Linked DNA regions of Pan troglodytes: region 1 is linked to region 2. Evidence: chromatin contacts called from public HiChIP or PLAC-seq data. All regions are on one chromosome and are shown on one strand. Each heading gives the region's core, a stretch centred on a gene start, on an enhancer-like site or on the middle of the called end of the contact. The rest is flanking DNA. Distances are from core to core; before and after follow the strand shown.

Evidence for each region. HiChIP or PLAC-seq counts read pairs in DNA pulled down with a chosen protein or histone mark.
Region 1: an H3K4me3 HiChIP or PLAC-seq map of stem cell-derived excitatory neurons shows a contact between it and region 2, with 6 times the contacts expected there. The contact joins the promoter of CTC1 here to the promoter of SLC25A35 in region 2. A contact is called at or near these places in 1 of 7 Hi-C or Micro-C datasets (stem cell-derived neural progenitor cells) and 1 of 1 datasets of contacts at active chromatin or transcription factors (stem cell-derived excitatory neurons).

What each region holds. Positions count from the first base shown.
Region 1 is chr19:62,456,699-62,463,679 of NHGRI_mPanTro3-v2.0_pri, reverse strand. It overlaps CTC1 (CST telomere replication complex component 1), which reads right to left and starts at 4,886. Exons shown (of 23, transcript XM_024350505.3): 1 at 4,550-4,886. The coding sequence starts at 4,582. PFAS (phosphoribosylformylglycinamidine synthase) reads left to right here and starts at 3,888. Exons shown (of 28, transcript XM_016932440.4): 1 at 3,888-3,999.
Region 2 is chr19:62,407,846-62,415,057 of NHGRI_mPanTro3-v2.0_pri, reverse strand. SLC25A35 (solute carrier family 25 member 35) reads right to left here and starts at 2,727. Exons shown (of 5, transcript XM_009432788.5): 1 at 1,459-2,727. The coding sequence starts at 1,833. It also overlaps the pseudogene LOC134808965.

The sequences.
Region 1 (6,981 bases), core at 3,637-6,136, 46 kb before region 2:
TCACTTGAGGTTGGGAGTTCAAGACCAGCCTGACCAACATGGTGAAACCCTGTCTCTACTAAAAACACAAAATTAGCTGGGGGTGGTGGTGCACACCTATAATCCCAGCTACTTGGGAGGCTGAGGCAGGAGAATTGCTTGAACCCAGGAGGCGGAGGTTGTGGTGAGCCAAGATCGAGCCATTGCACTCCAGCCTGGGCAACAAGAGCGAAACTCCGTCTCAAAAAAAAAAAAAGAAAAGAATATCCAGAGGGCACATGAAATGAAGATCAAAAGTAAAGGAATTTAGAACTTGAAGAAACCTTAAAAGTCTTAGTCCAGCCATACCATAGACAGCTGGCCATCCAGCTTTGGTCTTGCCCCTTTCTCTAACAAACTTGTACTCATGCCATCTTACATGGAATCTGGTTCTAAAGTCAGTACGTTGAAGAGCAAGAATGGACAAAAACATTGTTGAACAATCCTTTAAACTGTTCATAAAGAACAGGACAGGCTGGGTGCAGTGGCTCACGCTTGTAATCCCAGCACTTTGGGAGGCCAAAGAGGGTGGATTGCTTGAGTCCAGGAGTTCAAGTACAGCCTGGACAACATGGCGAAATCATGTCTCTACAAAAATACAAAAAGCCAGGCGTGGTGGCACATGCCCGTGGTTCCAGCTACTCAGGAGGCTGAGATGGGAGGATCACCTGAGCCTGGGGCGGTTGAAACTTCAGTGAACCCAGATGGCGCCACTGCACTCTGGCCTGGGTGACAGAGTGAGACACTGTCTCAAAAAAACCAAAACCAAAAATGAGTAAGACATAGTGCCATACTATGTATAAGTGCCTAATAGTGGACAGTACATAAAAAGGACATAGGCGGAGTATAATTTTTAATCATCTCCTTTTTTTATTCAAAGGTATGCATTTCCCACAAACTAAATATATGCAAGATACAACCTCACTTGATTTGTTTCCTGTTGTCTTTTCAGCTAAGGTGTGGGCTTCCTGAGGAGGATATGGACTATCTTTGTATACCTGACACAGATTCTGGACACACAGTTGCCATGATATGTAGATAACTTTAGGGAAAAGGACCAGTTTGGCCTACTCCCAGTGCTAGGCAGCTTTAACACACTTGGCAGTAGGCCCTTTATCCTTCTCCCTTAATGCTACTTCTAAGCCATTACAGCTCCTTCCCTGGTCCTCCAATGCTCATATATTAACATCCTGGTCAATCTTTCACATTCCTCTCTTTTTTTTTTTGAGACGGAGTCTTGCTCTGTTGCCCAGGCTGAAGAGCAATGGCGCAATCTCGGCTCACCGCAACCTCCGCCTTCCGGGTTCAAGCGATTCTCCTGTCTCAGCCTCCCAAGTAGCTGGGATTACAGGCATCCACTACCACACCCAGCTAATTTTTTATATTTTTAGTAGAGACGAAGTTTCACCATGTTGGCCAAGCTAGTTTCGAACTCCTGAACTCAAGTGATCCGCCCGCCTCAGCCTCCCAAAGTGCTAGGATTACACACGTGAGCCACCACGCCTGGCCTTTCACATTCTTCTAATCTTAAGGAGCTCGAAAAGAGCTAGAAAAGCCAGTCTTCCATGGAATCAACCTAAATGCACATCAACAGTAGACTGGATAAAGAAAATGTGGTACATATACACCATGGAATACTACGCAGCCATAAAAAAGAATGAGATCATGTTCTCTGCTACAACATGGATGCAGTTGGAGACCATTATCCTTAGCAAACTAATCCAAGAACAGAAAACCAAATACTGCATGTTTGTTCCCACTTATAAGTGGGAGCTAAATAACGAGAACACGTGAACACAAAGAGGGAAATAACTGACACTGGGTCCTACTTGAGGGTGGGAAGAGAGAGATCGGAAAAAATACCCATCAAGTACTATGCTTAGTACAGGGGTGACGAAATAATCTCTACACCAAACCCCCATGACATGAGGTTACCTACATAATAAACCTGCGCACGTCCCCCTGAATCTAAAATAAAAGTTAAAAGGAAAAAAAAGTCTTCAAGTTCTAGATGTCTTCAGCATCCTTGTGGACAGCCCTACCACGGACCTTCAGCCCACTTCAGCCACACACTCATTCATGGTCAGAGTTGTGGAAGGCAGACCAAATCACCATTCAGAGTTGCCCCACCAGTATAAGCAAAGTTCCGACTCTCACGCTTTTTGTCTTCCTCTCCCAGTATTCTTTTGTAGTTCCTGTTTCTCGGATGGCCTATCCTTTGCTTGGTGCACTGAATACGATTGTCTCTCAAAGTGATCCCATGGCTTCAAGGTAAAATTACCTAAGTTTTGTTAAAAAGGCAAATTCATGTTTTCATCTACTGAGCAAAAATGGAGCAGACTGGATGTGGTGGCTCTCGCCTGTAATCCCAGCACTCTGGGGGGCCAAGGTGGATCGCTCGAGCCCAGTAGTTCACCACTAGTCTGGGCAACAAGGCAAAGACCCGTCCCTACAAAAAAGAAAAATTAGCTGGGCATGGTGGCTCGTGCCTGTAGTCCCAGCTACTCAGGAGGCTGAGGTGGGAGGATCACTTGAGCCTGGGAAGGTTGAGACCTGCCTGGGCAACATGGTGAAACTCTACAACAATTCAAAATTAGCTGGGTTAGCCTGGCGTGGTAGCACACGCCAGTAGTCCCAGCTACTTGGGAGGCTGAGGTGGGAGGATCGCTTGAGCCCAGGGAGGTTGAGGCTGCAGTGAGCCATGATGGTGCCACTGCACTCTAGCCTGGGTGACAGAGTAAGACCTTGTTTCAAAAAAAAAAAAAAAAAAAAAAAGGAGGGGGGAAGATCCAGATTAATACAGGCTGAAGTTTAAGAACACAATATGCTTTCCCACAATTATCTCAACCACTGCATGGGTTTAACAGCCATGGCCAGATGATGATTGTTCCTGTATGTCTACTTTAGCTGAGATCTCATTCCTGAGCTTTAGTCCTATCCATCTGCCAGACTCTCCATGGCCAATCCACAGGCAGCACACATGCCCAACACTGAACTTTCCACAAAACCCTCTCCTTTTCTAGAACTCTTCTAGTGTTATGTTCACTAACTTAGCAAATAGTACCCTTAACCAAACAGTTGTTCTATCCTGAAACCTAGATGTCCTCCTTAGCTCCTTCCTTTCCCTACATAGGTCCCAGTCCTGGCTGGGTGCGGTGGCTCACGCCTGTAAACCCAGCAGTTTCGGAGGCCAAGGCGGGCAGATCACGACGTCAGGAGATCGAGACCATCCTGGCTAACATGGTGAAACCCCGTCTGTACTTAAAAAAAAGAAAAAAATACAAAAATGAGCTGGACATGGCGGCGCGTGCCTGTATGCCTGTAATTCCAGCTACTCGGGAGGCTGAGACAGAAGAATCGCTTGAACCTGGGAGGCAGAGGTTGCAGGGAGCCGAGATCGCGTCACTGCACTCCAGCCTGGTGACAAAGCTAGACTCCGTCTCAAAACACACACACACACACACACACACACACACGCACACACACACACACAAACCAATCCTTTAGATTGTATTTTCTTAACATCTTATTTATTTATTTGAGATGGAGTCTGGCTCTGTCGTCCAAGCTAGAGTGCAGTGGCGCGATCTCGGCTCACTGCAACCTCCACTTCCCTGGTTCCCTGCTCAGCTTCCTGAGCAGCTGGGACTACCGGCGTGTGCCACCACACCCAATTACCCTCATGTTAAAGTCGCTGCTTAGCAAGAGGTACAAAACTGTCAGCTCTGACCCCTCCACCACCACCCAACTGAACTTTTGAGTTTTTCAGACACCTGCTCTATCCTCCTGCCTTTGAATATGTGTTTGCTTCCGTCCTGAAACCCCTTCCGGCGCTTTTTTTTTTTTTTTTTTTTTTTTGACAGAGTCTCGCTCTGTTGCCCAGGCTGGAGTGCGGTGGCACAATCTCAGCTCACTGCAGCCTCCGTCTACCCGGTTCAAGCGATTCTCCTGCCTCAACCTTCTGAGTAGCTGGAATTACAGGTGAGCGCCACCACGCCCGGCTAATTTTTGTATTTTTAGTAGAGATGGGGTTTCACCATGTTGGTCAGGCTGGTCTCGAACTCCTGACCTCAAGTAATCCGCCCGCCTCCGCCTCCCACAGTGCTGGATTACAAGCGTGAGCCACCACACCCGGCCCCTTTCGGCGCTTTTTGCCTTCTACACGCACTTCGGGTCTCAGACGCTTTTACTTATTATGGTTGCCCTTTTCCCCTACAGCTCCGTCAAGGGTCTTCTCCAGGAACCCACAGCCCCATAGTTCCCCCATTAACCTGCTCCTGGTTTCCCACCAGGCTTAAACCCTAGAGAGTGAACGGAGACCAGTTTAAGGCTCACAGCGGGCGCCGCGTGAATGAGGGAATAAACATTCGCAGAACCAGTAAGAGGTAGGAGCGGACCGACTCACAACCCCCTCACCCATGGGCCGGACGCGGCCAGCGAGCCCAAAAGACAAGGCAGAGGAAATAGGAAGAGAAAGAATATCTGTGACAAACAAGAAAAAAGGAACAAGAGACGTAATAGCAGCACTCACGGAGGAAGGGACCTGGGCCCGGCCAGCCGCCATGATGCGCCGGAGCTCCGCCCCCGGGAGGGGCAGGTGCTCGCTTGGGGGTGGGGATGGGGGGGGCGCTCGGTGACGTCACCGGTGAGCGGGTTTCCTCGCCACCTCCAGCTCCTTCTCGCTGCTCACCCCCTCGCTTCCTAGAGACTCCGCGAGGCGCCTCAGTGCACCATCCCAACTCCCGACACCCCTGTCTCTTTTCTCTGATTTTTTTTTTTTTTAAGACGAAGCCTGGCTCTGTCGCCCAGGCTGGAGTGCAGTGGCGCGATCTCGGCTCACTGCAACCCCCGCCTCCCAGGTTCAAGGGATTTTCCGGCCTCAGCCTCCTGAGTAGCTAGGATTACAGGCACCTGCCACCACCACGCCCGGCTAATTTTTGTTTTTGGTTTTTTTTTTTTTTTTTGTATTTTTAGTAGAGACGGGGTTTCACCATGTGGCCAGGCTGGTCTCAAACTCCTGACCTCAGGTGATCCACCTGCCTCAGCCTCCCAAAGTGCTGGGATTACAGGCGTGAAACACAGCCCCTGGCCCTCTCTGATTGTTTTGAGACGAGGTCTCGCTCTATCGCCCAGGCTGGAGTGCAGCGGCGCCATCTCGGTTCACTGCAGCCTCGACCTCCCGGGCTCAAGCGATCCTCCCACCTCAGCCCACCAAGTAGCTGGGATCGCAGGCGTGCACAGCCACACCCGGCTAATTTTTGTATTTTTCTGTAGCGACATGGTTTCGCCATGTTGCCCAGACTGGTCTCGAACTCCTGGGCTCAAGCGATCTGCCCGCCTCGGGCTCCCAAAGTGCTCGGATTACAGGCGGAAGCCACCGCGCCCAGCCTCCGTCTCCCTTCTAAGTGACATCCTGTCCGGCATCCCGCAGGCCTTCAGATGGATGGGGTAGGAGAGCTCAGGAACTCAAACACAGCCCGCCTGGTGGATGACTTCTAAGCATCCTTTAGTCTCCCTGATCTTGCCAAGCAGAGAAGGGCTTCCTCGTAATGCCACCATAGCACAACTTTCACATGCTTGCTTTATGGCCTTAACTAACTGATGTCATTACTTAACTGTCCCCGCGGGGACGGGGAACTGAATGTATTTTCACAAACGTCAATTCAAGACAGATTTGTGGGAGAAACCACCTGGGGATAAACCTCTCCCCACCAAGAACCTAGAATTCGGCCGGGTGGCTGGGGAAAAGTGGGCGGGGCGTAGTCGCCCCGGCGCTGGCAGGTCCAGTCTCTGCCCGCGGCGCACGCGGATGACGTAACAAACGCGCGCGACGATTCGAGGTGCTCTGTGGCCGCGAGTGCATCTTCCACGTGAGTATAGTTACCGCGTGCGGACCTGGATCCTCCTCCAGGTGCAGCGTTTCGTCATCTAGCCCAAGCCTGGTCTGGCGGCTTCAGTATCCCCACCGGGCCGAGCTGTGTCTACTTGGTGCCCGCGTATTTGCTTTAGTGGAGGCGTCCATTCGTCCTATCTTGCGTGCGTTCCGCAGACCCCAGGCATGGCCGACCCCCATGTAAACTTAGCCCCATTGTCCCATTCATGGATTCAACTAACAGAAAGACTGCCGGCCGCCTACTTTATATCAGGCACCATGCTGGTCATGGAATACAGCCCTCATGCACGCAAACCCTGTCTCTGAGCTCTTGAAGCTTATATTTTACTGGGAATGATAGACGGAAATCAAGTGGCTTAATAAACAAAATGCCTTCAGGAAGACTGTCCTGAAAGTTGGGGAGGGGCTGAAGAGTGGTGAGAATCAAGAGTTCATTAAGTCAGTCCACAAGTTTTAGAATTTTTTTGCGTTTCAAGCCCTGGTATTGTTCTAAGCCTTGGTAATTCAATGGAAACGAAGCAGCAACATCCCATGCCCACGTAGAGATTTTTTTCTAGTGGGGAATATAGAGCGAAAAATAAAAACATCCAATAGTGATAAGCGCTTTATAGGAAATTAAAATAGGGCCGGCCATCTGATAGTAACTACTTGAGTGGCTAGTGAAGCCTTTTCCACGAAGGCGAATCACCAGAAATCTAAATAACAAGAAAGAGCTAGCCATGCATATGTCAGGGTGAAAAAAATGCCTTCCAGGACCGAGCTTGGCAAGTTAGAGAAATAAAAAAGAAGCTAATGTGTGGTTGGTGCATTGTGGGTGAAAAAGAGAATGGTGTGAGTTAGGGTTGGAAAGGTAGGCCAGAGAGTGGCCAGACTTGGTAAACCAGGATGCTGAGTTGGAATTTATACCATGTGTAATGGGAAGCCATAATCCACTTTATGCTGATGTGTGACAAATGAATTGTGGTTATGCAGTGGTCAGGAGGTTAATGCATTGGTCCAGGTGAGTGATGGTGGTGGCTTACTTGAACTAGAGTGAGGTAGTAGAGATGAAGAGATGAGAGATTTGAGAC
Region 2 (7,212 bases), core at 1,478-3,977:
GCTCTCTAGCCCCCAATCCCCACAGAGGTATCTAGCTGACTTTGGAGAGACCACTGTCCCTGAAACTCACACCCTGAGAATGAGACCAGACTGCCTCTGCTACAGGACATACTACTTCCCAGTCTCTTTTGCTCTTGGGAGCACTAAGCAGGGCCTAGTCCTAGCAATAAACAGCTGTGACCTTGAGTGGGTCACTTCCCCTTTCTGGGCCTCAGGCTCTTGACCCTTCACCTATACCAGATAACTCAAAGGGGCAGATGTTGAGATTGTTAATTCTGTGATGCCCAGGGTCTTCCTGATCCCTAGACTCTCTGACGTATGTTAAATTCCTTATCCTCCCCTTCACAAATCCAACCTCAATATCAACACATAATAATAAAAGCAAATGCTACCAAATGCTTACTGTCTGCCAGGATTCGCACTAATGCTTTCATGTCTACCGCATTTGTCTCCCTCGATCCTCCCAATGATCACACAGAAAGGGCACTATAATTATCACCATTTTACAGATGTGGCAACTGAAGCTCAACAACTAGTAATTTTCTTTCTTTCTTTTTTTTTTTTGAGACGGAGTCTCTCTCTGTGGCCCAGGCTGGAGTGCAGTGGCCGGATCTCAGCTCACTGCAAGCTCCGCCTCCTGGGTTTAGGCCATTCTCCTGCCTCAGCCTCCGGAGTAGCTGGGACTGCAGGCGCCCACCACCACGCCCGGCTAATTTTTTGTATTTTTAGTAGAGACGGGGTTTCACTGTGTTAGCCAGGATGGTCTCCATCTCCTGACCTCGTGATCCGCCCGCCTCGGCCTCCCAAAGTGCTGGGATTACTGGCGTGAGCCACCGCGCCCGGCCAACAACTAGTAATTTTCAAAGCCAGGATTTTAGTTCCAGAAAGTCTGATTCCAAAGCCCATAATCTTTTTTTTTTTTTTTTTTTTTTTTTTTTTTTTTTTTTTTTTTTTTTTGTGAGACGGAGCCTTGCTCTGTGGCCCAGGCTGGAGTGCAGTGACTGGATCTCGGCTCACTGCAAGTTCCGCCTCCCGGGTTCATGCCATTCTCCTGCCTCAGCCTCCCGAGTAGCTGGGACTACAGGCGCCCACCACCGCACCCGGCTAATTTTTTGTATTTTTAGTAGAGATGGGGTTTCACTGTGTTAGCCAGGATGGTCTCCATCTCCTGACGTCGTGATCCGCCCGCCTTGGCCTCCCAAAGTGCTGGGATTACAGGTGTGAACCACTGCACCCGGCCCCAAAGCCCATAATCTTAATCAATACATTCAATCGTGTCCATCAGACGGGTGTGTATAGGGCAGATCAGAAGACTCCGAAGCCTACCAGCACTTTCCTGATGCCTTTCCCTGCTTGCAGTGGGGCAGCACCCTGCCACCTATGCCCTTAGGAAAGACCAGCTCCTATCCTACAACGAGGATCTGCCCTGAAGGTCCCAGGCAAGAGCCCTCTTCTTACCATGTAGATGGGGCTCCCCAAGTAGGCTCCCATGACCCCAGCCATGGCCCCAGCTGCTGCGCTGCGGGCAGGACTGTGGGTGCCTTCGGCTGTGTGCAGGTAGCCCCCAGCCTCAGCCAGCCCATAGGTGCCCAGTCGGATGCCATTCATCAGGAACTGGTACAAGAGGGCGGGGGCCAGGCCTTTCTGCAGGGCAGCAAGGCCATCCACCTTGCCGATGGTGATGAAGGCATGGAAGACATTTCGGTAGTGCCGCTGGTATGTGCCAGGGGCCTGCAGTTCTCCTTGCAACTGCATCCTGGTCTTCACCACCTCCAGGGGATTGGTGAATACACAGGCCCCGCAGGCTGCCAGGCCACTCATCAAGAAGTCCATGGTGCGATAGCTGTAGCAGGAACTGACCCAAGAGTAAGAAAGTAAAAATGGGTGTCAGAAAGCGGGGTTGGAAGACAGGGGGAAGGCCTGTTTCAGCAGTACAGGTTGCAGAAGATAAGAATTTAGATTTGCAGTCAAGGGTGTCAGGGTCAAATGTCAAGTGGTCAAACGTCAGCTGGAATTTGGGAGTCAAGAGCTGGCAAGCAGGGAAGAGATAGAAATCTAGGAGATTCTGGTGAGAAGCTTATGGCAGGACCCTCTGAGGTCAAGGAGGGGCAAAAGACAGAAGGTTGCAGGTGGGATGGCTCAGGATGGCGGGCGACGGGAGCACGGGAGTAGAGGAGGGAATCGCGGGGTTGGGAGATGGAAGCCAGGGAGGCAGGAAGAAGAAAGCCAGCAAGTGAGAGAAGAAAAGGATCCGGGAGAAGAGCCGGTGATTTCCTCGAGCCAGCAACGAGATCTGGATCCGAGAAAGAAGTCAGGACTCTGGCCAGGAATGAGCGTCCCTGAGCGTCCTCAGGCAGCCACCGGAGATCGCAGCAGCTTCAACCCCGGGTAGCCTGCGGAGGCCGGGCCGCCACACTCCTGCCACTGGAGCGCGGGGCCAATGGGGAGCCTTCGAGAGCCACGAACGAGGCCCTCAGCCAATCAGCGCCGAGCCGGCTCCGCGGCCAATGGGAGGAGCTCTCCGCGCTCCTGTCCCCGGAATCACCCGGAGGCGGTTGGAATTAACTGTCCAGGCTCCGCCACCAGCGCTCGGCCGCCGACTCCGGCTCCGGAAGGGAGGCCCGGGACGCGGCGGTTTTGTTATTGGCAGGGAAGAGACCTGGGTTCCCGATCGAACACAGAGGCCGAGCGCAGCAGTCCCCCACTGGGGCGCTGGGACCGCCCCTCGGGTGGGCGGACGGCTCCCTTCTTTAGCTTCCTACCCCGGGTTGTGACCGGGTGGGGTCACATAAGTTCAGGTCCACGCCCTGCTCGGTGCCGGCGCCAGGAGAGCCAGGAAGACGCGGCCCGGCTTGCGGGGGGTAGAGGGACACACCTGCGCTGCGGGACCAGTCTCCTGAGGCTGCACGGGTTGGTGCTTGGTTAATTAAATCCTTAGTCCTTAGGCTCTTTATTTTTATTTTTATTTTTTTTGAGACAGAGTCTCGCTCTGTCGCCCAGGTTGGAGTGCAGTGGCGCGATCTTAGCTCACTGAGAGCTCCGCCTCCCGGGTTCACGCCATTCTCCTGCCTCAGCCTCCCAAGTAGCTGGGACTACAGGTGCCCGCCACCACGCCCGGCTTATTTTTTGTATTTTTAGCAGAGACCACCGTGTTAGCCAGGATGGTCTCCATCTCCTGACCTCGTGATCCACCCACCTCAGCCTCCCAAAGTGCTGGGATTACAGGCGTGAGCCACCATCCCCGGCCTGGAGTTCTTTCATATCAGATATTTGTCTCTACTCCTCCATTATTTATTCAACCATTTATTTAATCAGTATGGACTCATGGACATTTATACTTTGGGTTATAATCCAATATACTTCATATTTATTTTCTAGCTAATTTCGTTCTAGCTTTGGCCTTTGAGAGCGTTTCCGTTGGCTCCTGTGTCTCTTTAGCATACCCCCATCCATTTTTTTTGCACACAAAGGTTTTTAGTTTATAAATCTTGTGAAAAATCCACAGTGGCCACAGATGTTATTGTGGCATCTTTACTCCTTTGGCTTTTTGCCACACCAACACTGTCCTTTGCAGTCCCCCTTTCTTCATTCTGGTCTTGTGTTCCTTTCATTGCTTTCTTGAGTTCTTTTTCTTCTCATCCAGGCCATGTCTTGGAAGTCAGCATTTGGGTTTATTTTTCTTTGCATAATCCAGTGAATCATAAATCATGCCAAAGCCAGTTGTCTTGCCACCACCAAAATGAGTTCTGAATCCAAATACAAAGATGAGGCCAGGCGTGGTGGCTCACGCCTGTAATCCCAGCACTTTGGGAGGCAGAGGCAGACAGATCACATGAGGTCAGGAGTTTGAGACCAGCCTGGCCAACATTGTGAAACCCTGTCTCTGCTAAAACTACAAAAATTAGCCGGGTGTGGTGGCAGGCACCTGTAATCCCAGCTACTCGGGAGGCTGAGGCAGGAGAATCACTTGAACCCAGGAGGCAGAGGTTGCAGTGAGCCGAGATTGCGCCACTACACTCCAGCCTGAGTGACAGACGGAGACTCCATCTCATAAAGACAAACAAAAACAAACAAAGATGATGACATCTAGTGTAGTCTCATACATTTTGGCTAGTTTTTCCTGAATTTCTGTCTTAGGTACTGTTGTCTTCCCAGGGTGAAGGACCTCAATAACCATTTGTTCCTCCTGAAGTATGTAGTCAGTTGATCATGAACTTCCTAGTTCAGATGGTTACTAAGTCATTCATGATGGCGGTCAATCCTCAGCCAGGGAGAAAAATAAGAGTCCCATCAGTGTTGTTGTCATCGTTGTTATTTTAATTAAAACCTTGTTTTTATTTAGTGTCACCTTACTTTCTGGTACTATAAAATGCTCCAGGCTCATTTTGTGTATTTCCTGCCACAGTCCTGCAATCAGCCATTTCTCCAAGGACCCCTATTTTCTTTTATTGGCAAATGGTTTTAGAATCCAAGATCTGGGCCCTAGGTGTGCTTGTTGCTTTTGAGGTATCATTGCTTCTGGACCCTCACATCTGAGAAAGCAAGGAAATATATGTGTGTATACTAACCCACGTATATACACAAACATGTATTTCCATATATAACCATCCATATCTATATTAAGCTAAGCATGAATTCATACTGATGTCTCCAACTTTAATCCATTACTACATGGATCATTCTAGCCACCTCCCCTGTTTATCTAAACTCCCACCCCAACTGTGAGAAACCTGGCTTCCATAATTTGCCATCTATTTACTTAATTGTTTATTCCAGGACACGTGTATAAGAGTATCAGAATTGTTTTGTTTTTCTTTTTAAATTTATTATTATTATTATTATTATTTGAGATGGAGTTTTGTTCTTGTTGCCCATGCTAGAGTGCAATGTTGCAATATCAGTTCACTGCAACCTTCACCTCTCAGGTTCAAGTGATTCTCCTGCCTCAGCCTCCTGAGTAGCTGGGATTACAGGCATGAACCACCACACCTGGCTAATTTGTTTTTGTATTTTTAGTAGAAACGGGGTTTCACCATGTTAGCCAGGCTGGTCTCGAACTCCTGACCTCAGGTGATCCTCCCGCCTTGGCCTCCCAAAGTGCTGGGATTACAGGCATGAGCCACTGCACCCGGCCTAAACTTTTTCTTCTTTCTTTCTTTTTTTTTTGAGATGGAGTTTTGCTGTTGTCGCCCAGGCTGGAGCACAATGGCATGATCTTGGCATACTGCAACCTCTGCCTCCCGGGTTCAAGCGATTCTCCTACCTCAGCCTCCCAAGTAGCTGAGATTACAGGCATGCGCCACCACGCCTGGCTAATTTTGTATTTTTAGTAGAAACAGGGTTTCTCCATGTTGGTCAGGCTGGTTTGCGAACTCCTGACCTCAGGTGATCCACCTGCCTCGGCCTCCCAAAGTGCTAGGATTACAGGGGTGAGCCACCACACCCAGCCTAAAATTTTTCTTTATTTGTGCCAGGCACAGTAGCTCATGCCTGTAATCCCAGCAGTTCGGGAGGCTGAGGCAGGTGGATCACCTGAGGTCAGGAGTTCAAGACGATCCTGGGCACCATGGCAAAACCCCGTCTCTACTAAAAATACAGAAATTAGGTGGGTGTGGTGGCACGCACCTGTAGTCCCACCTACTTGGGAGGCTGAGGCACGAGAATTACTTGAACCTGGGAGGCGGAGGTTGCTGTGAGCCAAGATCGCGTCGTTGCACTCCAGCCTAGGTTACAGAGCAAGATTCCGTTTCAATAAAATAAAATAAAATATTTCTTTATTTGTAATCATAATGTCTCAAAAGAGAATTGTTAACACATACCCCTGTGGAGAACAATCTTATAAACTAGGGTACAGTGCTTATGTGTAGTTCCATTTGCCTTTGATCTTACAGACTCGACCCATTTCCAAAATTACTCAGGTCAGCACCTTTCCCCCCAGCTCCCTTCAGAAAAGTTATTTCATACATTAGTAGTATCATTAAATTCTTTTGCCACAATCTGCCTTCCATATTGGGTTCCCTGACCTCCTAATTTTTTTTTTAATTAAAAATATCAGGAGTCTGGGCATGGTGGCTCACACCTGTAATCCCAGCACTTTGGGAGGCCAAGGCAGGCAGATCACCTGAGGTCGGGGGTGTGAGACCAGCCTGACCAATGTGGGGAAACTTCTTCTCTACTAAAAAAAATACAAAATTAGCTGGGCGTGGTGGCGCATGCCTGTAATCCCAGCTACTCGGGAGGCTGAGGCAGGAGAATCACTTGAACCCCGGAAGTGGAGGTTGCAGTGAGCAGGAGATTGCGCCATTGCACTCCAGCCTGGGCAACAAGAGTTAAACTCCGTCTCAAAATTACATCTATCTATCTATCTATCTATCTATCTATCTATCTATCTATATATCAGGGCTGGGCATGGTGGCTCACGCCTGTAATCCCAGCACTTTGGGAGGCTGAGGTCAGCGGATCACAAGGTCGAGAGATCGAGACCATCCTGGCCAACATGGTGAACCCTCATCTCTACTAAAAAAAAAAAACAAAAACAAAAATTGGCCGGGTGTGGTGGCTCATGCCTGTAATCCCAGCACTTTGGGAGGCCGAGGCGGGCGGATCACCAGGTCAGGAGGTCAAGACCATCCTGGCTAACACAATGAAACCCCATCTCTACTAAAAATACAAAAAATTAGCCGGGCGTGGTGGCGGGCGCCTGTAGTCCCAGCTACTAGGGAGGCTGAGGCAGGAAAATGGCGTGAACCCGGGAGGCGGAGCTTGCAGTGAGCCGAGATCGCGCCACTGCACTCCAGCCTGGGCGACAGAGTGAGACTCTGTCTCAAAAAAAAAAAAAAAAAAAAAAATTGAGGCCGGATGCAGTGGCTCATGCTTGTAATCCCAGCACTTTGGGAGGCCCAGGTGGGTGGATAACCTAAGGCCAGGAGTTCGAGACCAGCCTGGTCAACCTGGTGAAACCCCGTTTCTACTAAAAATACAAAAATTAGCTGGGTGTGGTGGCGGGCACCTGTAATCCCAGCTACTTGGGAGGCTGAAGCAGGAGAATCACTTCAACCCAGGAGGCGGAGTTTGCAGCGAGCCGAGATCGCACCACTGCACTCCAGCTGGGCAACAGAGCTAGACTCCGTCTCAAACAACAACAACAACAACAACAACAACAAAACAAACAAAAAAACCCAAAAATGTATAATTAAGCCCAAGGTCACCTAG